4 separate regions of the Sus scrofa genome follow, and regions 1, 2 and 4 are each linked to region 3. A link is a contact called in public Hi-C, HiChIP or PLAC-seq and promoter capture Hi-C data. All regions are on one chromosome and are shown on one strand. Each heading gives the region's core, a stretch centred on a gene start, on an enhancer-like site or on the middle of the called end of the contact. The rest is flanking DNA. Distances are from core to core; before and after follow the strand shown. Region 1 holds the start of ETV5 (ets variant 5). Region 2 holds the start of TRA2B (transformer 2 beta homolog). Region 3 holds the start of EIF4A2 (eukaryotic translation initiation factor 4A2). Region 4 holds the start of LOC110256379 (nmrA-like family domain-containing protein 1).

The links. Promoter capture Hi-C pulls out the DNA fragments that hold promoters and counts their contacts. Hi-C and Micro-C count contacts between places; a contact is called where the count stands out from the background. HiChIP or PLAC-seq counts read pairs in DNA pulled down with a chosen protein or histone mark.
Region 1: a contact with region 3 is called in a Hi-C map of skeletal muscle, with 2.8 times the contacts expected there. The contact joins the promoter of ETV5 here to the promoter of EIF4A2 in region 3. A contact is called at or near these places in 2 of 47 Hi-C or Micro-C datasets (heart right ventricle and skeletal muscle).
Region 2: a contact with region 3 is called in a promoter capture Hi-C map of fetal liver, with 5 times the contacts expected there. The contact joins the promoter of TRA2B here to the promoter of EIF4A2 in region 3. A contact is called at or near these places in 3 of 5 promoter capture datasets (fetal liver, fetal skeletal muscle and liver), 3 of 47 Hi-C or Micro-C datasets (differentiating spermatogonia, embryonic fibroblasts and heart right ventricle) and 2 of 2 datasets of contacts at active chromatin or transcription factors (alveolar macrophages and skeletal muscle).
Region 4: a contact with region 3 is called in an H3K27ac HiChIP or PLAC-seq map of alveolar macrophages. The contact joins the promoter of LOC110256379 here to the promoter of EIF4A2 in region 3. A contact is called at or near these places in 2 of 2 datasets of contacts at active chromatin or transcription factors (alveolar macrophages and skeletal muscle).

What each region holds. Positions count from the first base shown.
Region 1 is chr13:123,928,817-123,931,735 of Sscrofa11.1, reverse strand. It overlaps ETV5 (ets variant 5), which reads left to right and starts at 1,579. Exons shown (of 13, transcript NM_001243025.1): 1 at 1,579-1,726.
Region 2 is chr13:123,779,090-123,782,188 of Sscrofa11.1, reverse strand. It overlaps TRA2B (transformer 2 beta homolog), which reads left to right and starts at 1,438. Exons shown (of 9, transcript NM_001077221.1): 1 at 1,438-1,473. The coding sequence starts at 1,438.
Region 3 is chr13:124,581,775-124,584,895 of Sscrofa11.1, reverse strand. It overlaps EIF4A2 (eukaryotic translation initiation factor 4A2), which reads right to left and starts at 1,834. Exons shown (of 11, transcript NM_001100195.1): 1 at 1,771-1,834; 2 at 898-943; 3 at 679-811; 4 at 262-401. The coding sequence starts at 1,799.
Region 4 is chr13:123,801,269-123,804,390 of Sscrofa11.1, reverse strand. It overlaps LOC110256379 (nmrA-like family domain-containing protein 1), which reads right to left and starts at 1,751. Exons shown (of 4, transcript XM_021070002.1): 1 at 1,616-1,751. The coding sequence starts at 1,655.

The sequences.
Region 1 (2,919 bases), core at 330-2,829, 650 kb after region 3:
TTCAGAGCACTTTCCCACCCACCCACTCTATTGTTCATGCCTGGTCAGTGCTGCATCTAGGAACTCCAGGTTTCCTTCCATGAAGTCCAAAATTTCTTGGGCTATAAATGACTGAGAGCCCATAAGTGGAAGCAGAAAAAGGTGGGCAAATTTTGACCTAAATTTTTTTTTTCTTTAAAAAATCCACACTGCATTCCCCACGGTGGTGGTAGGAGGCAGCCCCAGTGTCGGCAGGGCCAGTCTTTACTAGGGGCTCTCTCCTCCCCCCACCGCTGGCGCACGAGGTGAATGGCAGGGCACACCAGCAGAATGAGAACAGAAGAGCTCCTTCGCAAGTCCCAATATCCTGGGGGAGAGCAGAGAGTCATCCCACGGCCTTCGCAGAAGGGGGCAGAGGGGGCGGAGAGGGGAGAGGATTGCTTGTTTCCTGGAACACCCTGTTAAGAATCTGAGCAATTGCAGTTAGTGCCCGGTCGTTTGGCAAGAAGAGTAGCTTCTCCTCGTTCCCAGCTGCACGGGATCTAATTCGCAAATGCACCATCTTGCATTCAACACTTAAATGGAAAACAAGCAGGCGATCTAACTCTGCAAGCCCGCTTCGGAGGGATTTATGTTTCTAGGTCGGCGGACCGGTTGGTGTCCTCCCCAGAGAGGATTTCTTTGAGTGCCGACCCTCTCACATCCCGGATCCAAAACCCACTCTGGCGGTTATAAACTGCAATTAAGCATGGGGAGAAAACAGGATTTGGTTGGGCCTTGGGCCTGCCAGTATAAAATAGTACCTAAAAGCTGTTTGAGAGCTCAGATTTTAAAGGGAGATACTGCTTTTTCTTCCCCCACTGGAAACCTAGTTAAAGGAAATTAAGGCCTCTCTTAAAGGTAACTAAGATTAGAGGGCTCGGTTTCCGTTTTCTGTGTTTCTATGGGCCGAACGCCCAGGTCGGTCAGCGAGTTTCTCTCCGGGTGGAATGACAGATTCCTCTCGCCTGAATTCTAAAATGATAACTTCTCTTGGTGCTGCAGCTGCGAACGACCGGGGCTCAGCGGCCCAATCCCGGCAGTGGTGTTGCTGGGAGGGCTGGGAGTGGGGGTGGGGAAGAAGTAAGGGTGAATGAGGAAGGGGAAAGAGCCAAGCTTCGGTGAAAAGTTGGGAGAGCTGCAAGGAGAGAAGTAAAGGCGGCTCTTAGAGGCCCTCGGCCCCTTTAAGTGCTTCACTGACTCAGCTAAGCTTCCCCCTCAGGTCGCGTTTTTTATGAATGAAAAACGTCCTTACATTCATTATATAAACAAGCCTGTGCTGATTGGCCAATGGGCCCCAGATGCATAAATTATGTAAAACAGACCCCTGAGGGGGTGGGGAGGGACGTGCTGTTGACCAATGAGGACCAGAGTTGATGGGGCGGCTTGGCTGGATTTGCCCGCAGACAGGGTAAACAAGAGGTGATGGGCAGCCGCTGGAGCGGCCTCGGGCCAATGGGAAAACGGCTGGGCTACAGCCGCGGGCCAATGGCGGTGGGCAGAGCGGCGGGCCGCTGGGGGCCGGGCCAGCGCTCCAGCCTGGTTGGCAGCTGCAGCGCAGAGTCCAGCCGCTGGTGCGCGGAGCGGTTTATCGTCTCCGGAGCGGTGCGGCCCAGCCATTCGCCTAGGCACCCAGGCCCGGTGCGCGCGTGCGTGAGCGCGCCTGCGCCCCGGGGCCGCTGCAAGGGGAGGAGAGCCACCGCCTCAGGTGAGGGGGCGTCGAGGGACAGAGGGTTTTTGGAGCGGGTGTCTTGGAAGGGCCCAGCGGGCGAGAGTTCACTGGCTAATTCAGAATCCTCAAAGTCGGGGTGCACTTTCTGTGGTGGCTGAGCCCCCTCCCTTCCAGGGCTGACCGCCCCCTCCTCTTGCGGCCCGGTCCGGTCCGGTTCCTGAGAGGCGTCGAGCGGAGGCGGCTAACGGTTCCGGAGCGCGCAGAGAGCGGGTTTCCGCACGTCGCGGGGGAGGCGCGCGGGAGCGCGAGGTGCGGGGGCTCCCGGGTGGGGATGGAGGGGCGCCGAGTTGCCGGCTTTACCATCTCTGGAGATCTGAGAGTCCGGAGAGGACTTGGGGGCTCTGGAGAAGAGGTACTCGGCAGAGGTTTGCAGTGAGGAGGGGACCTAAAGCAGCTTTGGGCGAATGTTTGAGAGGTGATGCACCCCCACCCCAGTACCAGGAGAGGTTAAGTGACATGTGCAGCCTGCGAGATTTGGGGTCGGCCGGGAACTTAGGCAGGCCTTGCAAGTTTCAGGTTGTGGAAAGTGGACACCAGTCCCCCACTCCCACCCCAGCAGACCAAGGGCGTCAGGCTGCACGGCGATTCTCGAGAAATCGGGGAGCATCAGAACCGCGGCCTGGGGATGGTGGAAAAGAAGGAAAAAAAAAAAAAATGCGGAGGGGGATGGAGAGATGCCGGAGCCTCCTCGCGCTGGATTAGGGATCTGACCGCATTTTCAGAGGGGAGGAGACCTCTGGGGGAAACTGAACTCTTAATTGAAAAGGGGTACCAAAGAGAGATGTTTGGAAGGTTTTTCTAGCGGGGGTGGGGAGGGGGGGATTGGAGGCTGTTGGTAGCGCCCGGCGCCGCAGCTCGTTTTTATGAATGTGGGTGACTTTATGAATGAAGCGGGTTTCTTTCGTTGGCTCGCAGCTCCCTGCGGCTTTTTTTCTTTGCTTTTTTGTGAATGAAGCATTGAGCTTTCCTCCTAAAACGCTGGGGTGAGGGGCCTGCGTCGGAGGCAGGGCGTGCGTTGGGAGTGGGGGCGGGGGCGCATCCAAAGGAGTTTTCATGAATGGAGAAGGCTGGGAATTGGGTGGAAGTGTGTCTTGTTTTGTGAATGGGGCCCAGTGCTAGGGATCCAGTTACAGCCTTTACCTGATGTGGCGGCTGCGGCTCGCTCTCCC
Region 2 (3,099 bases), core at 189-2,688, 800 kb after region 3:
TGTTTTAATATTGTGATGGTATGGAGTTCCTGTTGTGGCTCAGTGGTTAACGAACCCAACTAGTATCCATGAGGATGCCAGTTTGATCCCCAGCCTTGCTCAGTGGGTTAAGGATCCTGCATTGCTGCGAGTTGTGGTGTAGGTTGCAGACACAGCTCAGATCTGGCTGTGGCTGTCCATAGCCTGGGAACTTCCATATGCTGCGGGTGTGGCCCTTAAAAAAAATACAATAAAATTGTGATGGTTGCAATTCTATAAATATAAAAACCGCTTGAATTGTACATTTTATTTTTTTGGCTGTGCCTGTGGCATGCAGAACTTCCCTGGCCAGGGATTGAACACTCACCACAGCAGCTACCCAAGCTACTGCAGTGACCCCACCAGATCTTTAACCCACTGCCCCACAGAAGAACTCCAATTTGTATACTTTAAATGGGAGTATTGCATGGTATGTGAATTATATCTCAAGAGAACTGTTTTTAAAAATCAAGTGGCCCTTTACAGATATCGAAGTACCTCACCAGCCAAGTACCACACTTTTTTAAGGAGGACAACAGGGACAGAGGGATGGCTGAACGTCCAAGTTTGGACTCTTCCCACTATATCATGCTGTTGAGATTTGGCATAATTAAACTCCTTGTGACACCACTATAGTTATACATTTCTCTAATGTTTGAAATCATAGTTTGCAAATCTGTGTTTAACAGTTCTCCCTAATTACACCACTAACCCCTTTAGGTTAGAGACTGTGCCTGGTTTCAGTGCATCAAGATCTGGTAGAGTACTTGCTACTTAACAGATGCTCAAATGAAGGTTTTTCAGGCAGGAAAGACCCACAACTGAAGTTATATATATAAGAGCAAAGCAAAGCATGGAACCTACCATAGGGCTATCCGCCCTCTCCAATCACAGGAAAACACAAAAATGAGGAATAAAGTGAAAGAAAGGAAATAAAGACGGGCGAAATGTTGGGCATCTCCTCCCTTCCCCACCCTCCACGACGGCTGGAAAGTTCCAGAAGGGAGTCAGGCGTGTCCGATGACGTCACTACGGCCCTTGGAGACCACCACTGAGGACAACTCGCGCTCTCACTTTCCCGCCTCTAAGAAACCCCGAGTTGGGAGTTAGCGCGGTTTGAGGGGCGGGGTTACGTCACGTCCGGTTCGGGACGCGCCACTGCTGTAAAGGGAAAGTCGAGCGCAGAGGGGCGGGGCCAAGAAAGCGCGCCTTCTGGGAGGGGGTGGGGCCGGGTTAAAGAGCGCCGCGTCACGTCCGGAAGACTTAGAGCCCGTGCGGAGGCGGTGCGGAGCGTTTCGGTCCTCAGCGGCTGGGGAACCACTGCGTGGTGTGAGGCTGCGGCGGAGCCTCTAGATAGAAGGCGCGAGAGGGTGGCAGCTTCGCTTGAAGCACGTCGAGCGACGACAGCAGCCAGGAGTCATGAGCGACAGCGGCGAGCAGAACTACGGCGAGCGGGTACGTAGCAGTGGTGAAGGGGGCGGCTGCGTGGTCCCAGCTTCTTGCATCTTTTCCAGGCCCGTCGGCCTCGGGCCGGGTGATGGGGGAGCGATTTCGGTTCCGAAAACTGAGACCAGGAGAGAGGGGAGTCAGGGTTTGAAAAGCCCTCCTAGGTAGTGTCTTAACCGTGAGGGAGACTGCCGGCATGTTTAGGTGGCTTGGTACCCGAAACGGCGGTTTTTTCCGTTATGAGGTGGTGGTGGGGGGGATTAAAAATGGCCGCTGCGTCCCCTCGGTGGTGGGGGAGGGGAGCAGTATCTCGTTTCGCCGTTGGTCTCCTGCGAAGCCTCGCCGCAGCCATCTTGGGCTGGCGGGCCGGGCGCGCTGCCAGAAGCACAAAATGGCGGAGGAGCCGCGCGTCAACGCGGGCCCGACCGGCGGAGGGGCCCACACCTCACAGGGTCGCGGGGGCTTCGGGAGGGAAAGAAGCGACGTTCTGTGGGGTCTTTCGCTCGTTAGGGTAAGACAAGGTCGAATTCTGAGCCCCGAATGTATGAAATTCTAGAGTGTTCTTGGGGCCTCTTTTCAGGTGGGGGAACTAGGAGAAGTCCTGGGCCCGTTAGTTTGAGGAGATTACGCGCGGGCTTTGTGTTCGGCCTAAATGCAGTGTTTTTCTTTGATGTCGAAGAGGGTCTCAAACCCTAGATCGTTGCGGTGTCCAAGTAGACCACAAGGTCGCTGATATTTTCTTGTTTTATAGAGGTCCCCCCCCCCCCACGGGATGGTGGAGAAATTGGCGGGTAACAATTTATGGCGCCGTTGTTTCCTTTGTTTTGAGGCATTCTTGTTATGTGAACTACAGCTTGTTTTGGTGCGCTTTTAAGTTTTCACTTAAAAATGTAGAGTTCCGTGAGGGTTGGATCAAGTGCAGAAATAAGACAGTTCCTGGGCTTAAAAAGCATGATGTAAAGCTTGGTTTTGGGTCCTTGAGTACAAATGTGTAAAGATGTAAGACTTGGCAGAATCTTGCCTACTTGGAGCTTGAGATTTGTTGGAAGGGTAATGAACACCATAGAACTTGATTTTTTTTTTTTTTTTTTTTTTAAACCTTGATGGGATTAGGTTAGATGTTACGTAATTTTCCGGTAAAATCTATTCAAATATCTGGTAAATCTATTCAAAAATCTTCCACAAAGGAATGAGAAAGATTTTAGGTGGTTCATTAGAAGGGTATTGTTGGGGAAAAAAAAAACTTATTTTAGCTCTTAGAATCTTAGTGGATTTACCGTGTAACTTCTGGATTCAAATCTGATTAATTTGGCTTGAACTAATCAGGCCCCATCTTTAGCTATGCAGATGAATTTTGGCTTTATATATTTTTCCCTAAGACGTTTGATTTTTCACTGTCATCAGTGTTTGTCTGATTATTTAAGCTTTTTTGTAGAGAGAAAGCTTGGATCCAGTTCACAAGTTGTTGAAGCTGTGGCTTATGGTTTCTGCCAGTTGGGAATACTATCGAAATTAGGCGTCTGGACTGAAAAGGAAATGCTTTTTTAGTCTTTAGCTATTAAAACAATGGGTATTTTTGTTTTGAGAATACAAAATGACTAGCCTCTAATGACTGATTAGAGGAGCTCTCAGGTG
Region 3 (3,121 bases), core at 585-3,084:
GGATTCAAACTTAAAATGAGAAAAGATCTAGTCCAGCCTGAACAGAAATCTTCAGTTTCTCAATCTGTTACACAACCTTGCAAACCATACCTGCACACCCAGTTCCTGTTTAACTTTCAACAATAACTCCCTGCATGCATGGACAGTTAAAAGGAGGGCTCTGTAGGACCAATTTATACTAGGCTTTTAAATTCTCCACAGTTGTGAAACCTGAAACCTATGCAACACGCAAGCAGTTTTTTTGAACTACACTATCAATACCTGTTGAGCCAGTTCTCTGGTGGGGGCCAATACTAGTGCTTGGGTCTCCTTGAACTCAATCTCCAACTGTTGCAGGATGGAAATAGCAAATGTGGCTGTCTTGCCAGTACCTGACTGAGCTTGAGCAATCACATCATACCCTAAAAAAAGTAGGATACATATTTACCGATCCCACAGCAAACCGTCACTTCTAGTCACACCATGTATTCCATTTGGAACATAATTATGCCCAAATAATCAAGTGATCAGCAATGAGTATTCTCTTCATTTCAGGTCAGTCCCGAAAGATGATTGCCATCATTTCACTTTTTGGAATACAAATAGGTGCTAGTCCCCCAGAAGGTATACGTTCCCTTTTACGGTCCAGGTCTATGCAGAAGAGTGAATTCATTTTTAAAAACAGCCGAATTCTTTTACCTTTAATACAAGGAATAATAGCTCTCTGCTGAATAGCTGATGGCTTCTCAAAACCGTAAGCATAGATGCCCCGAAGAAGAGACTCCTTTAAATTCATATCGTCAAAGTTATCAACAATCTCATTCCAGTTGCTCTGAAAGTTTGGGCAAAAAAAAAAGGAATAAATGGGACGAACACACTTACCTTCCCAGAGTTTCAAATTCCACACACGTTTCTTACCTCGATGACACCATCGGGGTCCATTCCCTCTGGGCCGCCATGTTCTCTGCCAACAAAAACACTGCAGTTAGAGAAAATCCCTTCCCCAAACCCACTTCAACTGCACATGGGCGAAAAAGCGCTTTCACAACCGGTCTCTTGAGGTCGCCCTCCCCTGCACGAGTCCACTTCCCAAAGCCGCAGAAGAAGCTGATGCCGCAGGGCACACAATGTCCCGCGCGCCCGCTCAAAGGTTAGGACCTGAGGACACCCGGAAAGGCCCCTCCGACGCCGGCCCTCCCCCTCCAAGCCCGAGCGCAGGCGCTCCCCTCGGCGGCGGACCGTCTCGCGAGAGCTCCACGCGCTGAGCTCCGCCCCTAACACTGCGCAAGCCGGGGTGATTGACGCGGGCCGAGGCCTGGAGAGGCGAGCCAACGGCTCATTGGGACCCCGTGGCCGGCGCGGCCCCATCCGGCCTCCAGCCGCGGGCAGTGGGCGCCGTCGCCGTCCTGCCCCCCACCCCACCACCGTCTAGCGCGCCCAAGCCGCGCCGCTGGCCGCGAATAAACCTCCGAGCCCCATTAGACTCTATCAACCGCGGGCTGCGCCATGGCTTTCACTAAACGCCGGGCTCCGCAGGGGCAGGGGGGCGGCTGCGATTCAAATGCGCCTTCGGGGAAAGACACGCTTTAACCACCCCGTTTTCCTACCCTCGTCTCGTCTCCCCACAACCCGGGCCCTACACTTCATGGAAGCTTCTCGAAGGACACAGGAGTACCGTGGCCCAAGGCAACGCCTATGAACCAGGGCTTCTCTTCCTGCTCACCGCCTACTACCATCTCCTCTGGCGCCTTAGGACCATACCATAGAAAACCACCGGAGAGAGCGCCATACCTGTTATAATCCGCGGAGCCACCAGACATGATCCAAAGAACCACTCAGCGCCCGACTGAAAAGACAGCCGGGCCGCACCACCCGTTTTTTATAGGCTCGCGGCCGGAACCCGTTTTCCGCGGAGGAATTTTACTGTCGCTCTTCGGCCAGTCACAAAATTGTGATCCTGGGATGCTTATCTCAGAAAATATTCGAAGCAAATCATTAAGAAAATTCAAATTTGATTATGTGTCGATATTCCAGGGTTGTTGAAAATCCCAGGACCCTGGGGGAAGGTTGGGACTCTTTGACCCGCGGCGGAAGAATATTGCAGCAAGCAGTAGCTAGGTTCGCGTTCCCTGCCCGCCCTGCTCCTACGGGGTTTCCGCGTCCCTCGAGCAGAGGCGGCCGGGGCGCCGGGCAGGACCGGGAGGCGGAAGCTCGGGGCCCCTTGGAAGCTGGGTGGCCCCGGTTTCTCCGCAGGCGAGCCAGGGAACCTCGCTGTGCTCGCCGTGCTCGGTGCGGAAGGTGTAGGCACGGCCATACTCCGCACTGGAGGGCAATCGGGCTATTCCGCCTGTTCGCGCCGCTACTTAACGCGAAGGTAAAGAGCCGCCTGGCCTTTGACACGAGCGTTTAACATCCATACAGACCTTGACAGTGTGAAACTCGCGCTGCGGAAAATGTCGGCCGCCCAGCGTGTCACAGGAGATCCGCTTTACCGTACATCGTGCAGGGCGAGAAGAAATGTGTAGGGTCCTCTGCAAATTGTCTCTGGAGTAGCCAACTCCTTTCTTATGTTGCCTCTTCTCTCACTGCCTTTTAAAAATAAAGGTTATAAATTTTAACAGGTGTGAGCAATGCCTGATAAAATCATTGTAAACTGGCAAATAGAAGGGTAATTTTTCCTGTAATTCAGGAATTTAAGTGGATGCTTCTGGCAAGTACAGCTCCGTGCCGCTTTGGGACTACATAAGTTTTGCTTCCGGTCATTTTTTTTTTTTCCAAAAGGCTTTTTGAATTTTAATTGCTTATATATAATGAATGTTGATTTATTGATATTGAGAGCATTGTAACCCTTAAAGCTCCAGAGGCTTTCAACTATAGCCCTAACCCATACTCATTAGTAAAAACAAAACAAAAATTAATATATATAGTCATTTAACTTTGAAATACAATCCTACCCATACTGCAAAATATCACAATTACTCAAGAAAACCTTTTACCATTAAATCAGACTGCCAACATAAAGTCTGATAACAGGAAAAATGACTTAATTTTCTATATTTGTGTACTATATTCAGTATGATGCTTGCTTCTAAATGCCACATTTTTTCCAAAAAAAAAAAAATCATTTGCTTGAAAATTGTTG
Region 4 (3,122 bases), core at 502-3,001, 780 kb after region 3:
TATCTGGAATCAGACTATTCCCGGATCTAAGGTCTAAGCTACTATCATCTTGCCTGGTTTAGGGCAACAGCCTCATAAGAGGTCTCCCTGATTCAGCCCTTGCCCCCATAGTCACTTCACAAAACAGAAGCTAAAATGAGCCTTTAAACACCTAATCTTATCATTCATACTCTGTCCAAAACCCTCCCCTGGCTTCTCAACTCTTTCAGGAAAAACCAACCATGTCACCATCACTGTAATGCGACAATCATCTCCTTTTCTCTACTTTTATTTCCTTCAACAGGCAATGTCATATCTGGCTGTTGATTTTTGAGAATTTGCTTCTCTCTTCTCCCTGTTTGGGGCTTTGCCTCCCTTCAGACAAAATCCCTAACCTCACAGAGCTTCTATCCTATGTGGAGAGACAGACAGTAATGGGAGAAATCAAGCAGGGAGGGGAGTCAGACAGGCAACGTGGAGAGGGGTTGCAATTTTATTTTATTTTACTGTCTTTTTAGGGCTGTACCGATGGCATATGGAAGTTCCCAGGATAACGGTCGAATTTGAGCTGTAGCCGCCAGCCTACACCACAGCCACAGCAACAAGGAATCCGAGCCGTGTCTGCACAACCTACACCACAGGTCAGGCACCGCCGGATCCCTAACCCACTGAGCGAGGCCAGGGATCCAACCTGCGTCCTCACGGATGCTAGTCAGATTCCTTTCTGCTGAGCCAGGACAAGAACTGGCTTAAAATTTAAAATTGGCTGCAATTTTAAATACCGAGCTCTGGAAAGTGCACATGGAGAGGACACCAGCTGGTGGCAGACAGGAGGGAGAAAGCAGTGTGGGTAACTGGAGGAAGATTACTCTAGGTTGTGGGAGCAACCAATGCTAAGGCCTTAAGGTGGAGTGAGTCTGAGAAACACACAGAATGAGCAAGGGTGAACGGAAGAAGATGAGGTCCACAAGGGTCTCATAGGTGATCCGCTGGGCTTTGCATTTTACCTGGAGTGAGACAGAGGGTTTTGAGCAAAGCTTGCCATGCTATGACAGTTTCAAATAGATCAAAAGGCAGATGTGAGAATTTGACAGAGGAGAAAGACCTGACTAGAATTACATTTTGCCAAGATAGCTCTGGCTGTTGGAGAGCAGAGTGCAAGGGAGGCAGAGTGGAAGCAGCAATGCTGGCTAAAGGCTCTTGGGCAGCTGTCCAAGAGGGAGAAGTCCCTCCCCCAGAGAGTCGCTGGAATACAGGTTAGGCACAAGGCTGTCCCTACATACCCATGGGCTCTCACACTTGCTCATTTTGCTTGTCAGAAAGCGAGCAGAGAAAAGTCTCCAGAGTAGAGCTAATGCTGATGTGCAACTTCTACGAAAAAAGAAAGAAAAAGAAATACAGACAGACAGCTGTCCTTGTTCTGCTGAGATCCTTTTTGACCAATCAAGCCAAATCACCCTGCCCCATTACTACATCAGAAATGATGTATCAAGCAAATGATACTTTTCTCAGTTTTCCTTCAAAGGGCCCTTTGTTCTGTCCCTGCTTGCAAACTCTGAAATGAAAATCAGGAAGACAAGAAAGTAAGCAAAGTGAGCATGCACTTTAAAAGTGAGGAGTTTGGGGGGTTTTTTACCTGTTGCTCCAAACACTGCAATGGTTTTCTTGCTGGCCATGTTACTGAACACAGAATTAGTTCAGAAGCAGGAGTTTCCTCCAAACAGTGAAGCAGATGAAATGCGAAGTTCCACTGACTGTGAGATTTATAAACCACAACTAGCCACCACACCCCTAATTTTCACTTGTAAAACCTTTATCGCTAGATACCTTAGTCACTCTGACACAGCGGTTTTCTAAATGAGGATTCATTTAGTCGCTGTCATGTGTACAGCAAATTTGTATGAAGTACACTAGGCATAGAACTAGAGACCCTGGTTAGAGAGAGAAGCTAGTAAGTAAAAGCAAAGCAGAGAGGAGCATAGAGGGGACATAGGTCCTAGCGGAAAGACAGGAAACTCAGACTGGGGGGGTGTTAGAGAAGGCATTTAGACGAGGTGATGCTGAAGCTGACCAGAAGTCCCCTTGAGTTGTTCAGTCAGGAAGAGTAGAAAGAGAGACCACCCTAGGCAGGAGGAATGGAGGAATCAAGGAACCAAGGAACTTGAACTTTGCCTATTTAAGTTCAAAGACAAGGTAATCATGACACAGGGCTCATGCTGGGTGCAGTAATGCTATATGAATGGCAGGAAATCAGACTGGGAAGGATGGCGGAGTCCAGAACACAATGGCCTGGCAAGTCTGTCAAGGAGCTTGGATTTATCCTGGCGGCCACAGCAGGTGTCATGTGATCCTCTGGCAGCAGAATGGAGGATGCGTTGAAACAAGACAATGCTGGAAGCGGAAACTCTCCTAAGGAGACTTAAGAAATGATACATGTGAGAAATGACAAAACTTGAATGGAGGCAAGCCTTTTTTGGGTGGATTGTGTCCCTCCAAAATTCAAAGGTTGAAGTTTTAACTCCCCATGCCTCAGAATGTGATCTTTCTTGGAGAGAAAGTGTAGGCAGAGGTCATCAAGGTAAAGTGAGATCATTGGCATGTGCCTGGCCCAGTATGACAGGTGTCCTTATAAAAGGGGGAAATTTGAAAACAGAGGTGAGTACAGAGGGAAGAGGATGCGGAGATACAGGGAGACTGCCATGCGAATGCAAAGACGGCCATCTGTAAGGCAAGGAGAGAGGCCTGGAGCAGATCCTTCCCTCATAGCCATCAGAAGGAGCCAACCCTGCCAACATCTGAATCTTGGACTTCCCTTCTCCAGAATCATGAGACAATATGCTTCTGCCTTGTGGTTCTTTGTTGCAGAAGCCCTAGCAGACTATCGAGTCAGTGACAATGGGGGTGAAGTGAAACATATTCAGGAGGTAAACTGAGAAGATCTTCATGGTTGGATGTGGGGAAAGGGAAAATGAAGAGAAAGGACTAAAAATGACTCTGCCCACTGGAGGAGTTGGCAACAGAGGAAATGAACACAGAACTGGGCAAGTTGCGTTGGAGGCTGCAACTGGTTGAGACATTGGGAGGTGAGGAAGTGAGGAAAGCACTGTAGATATCTGCTTTAAGGAGATTGCTGTAAAGGAAGT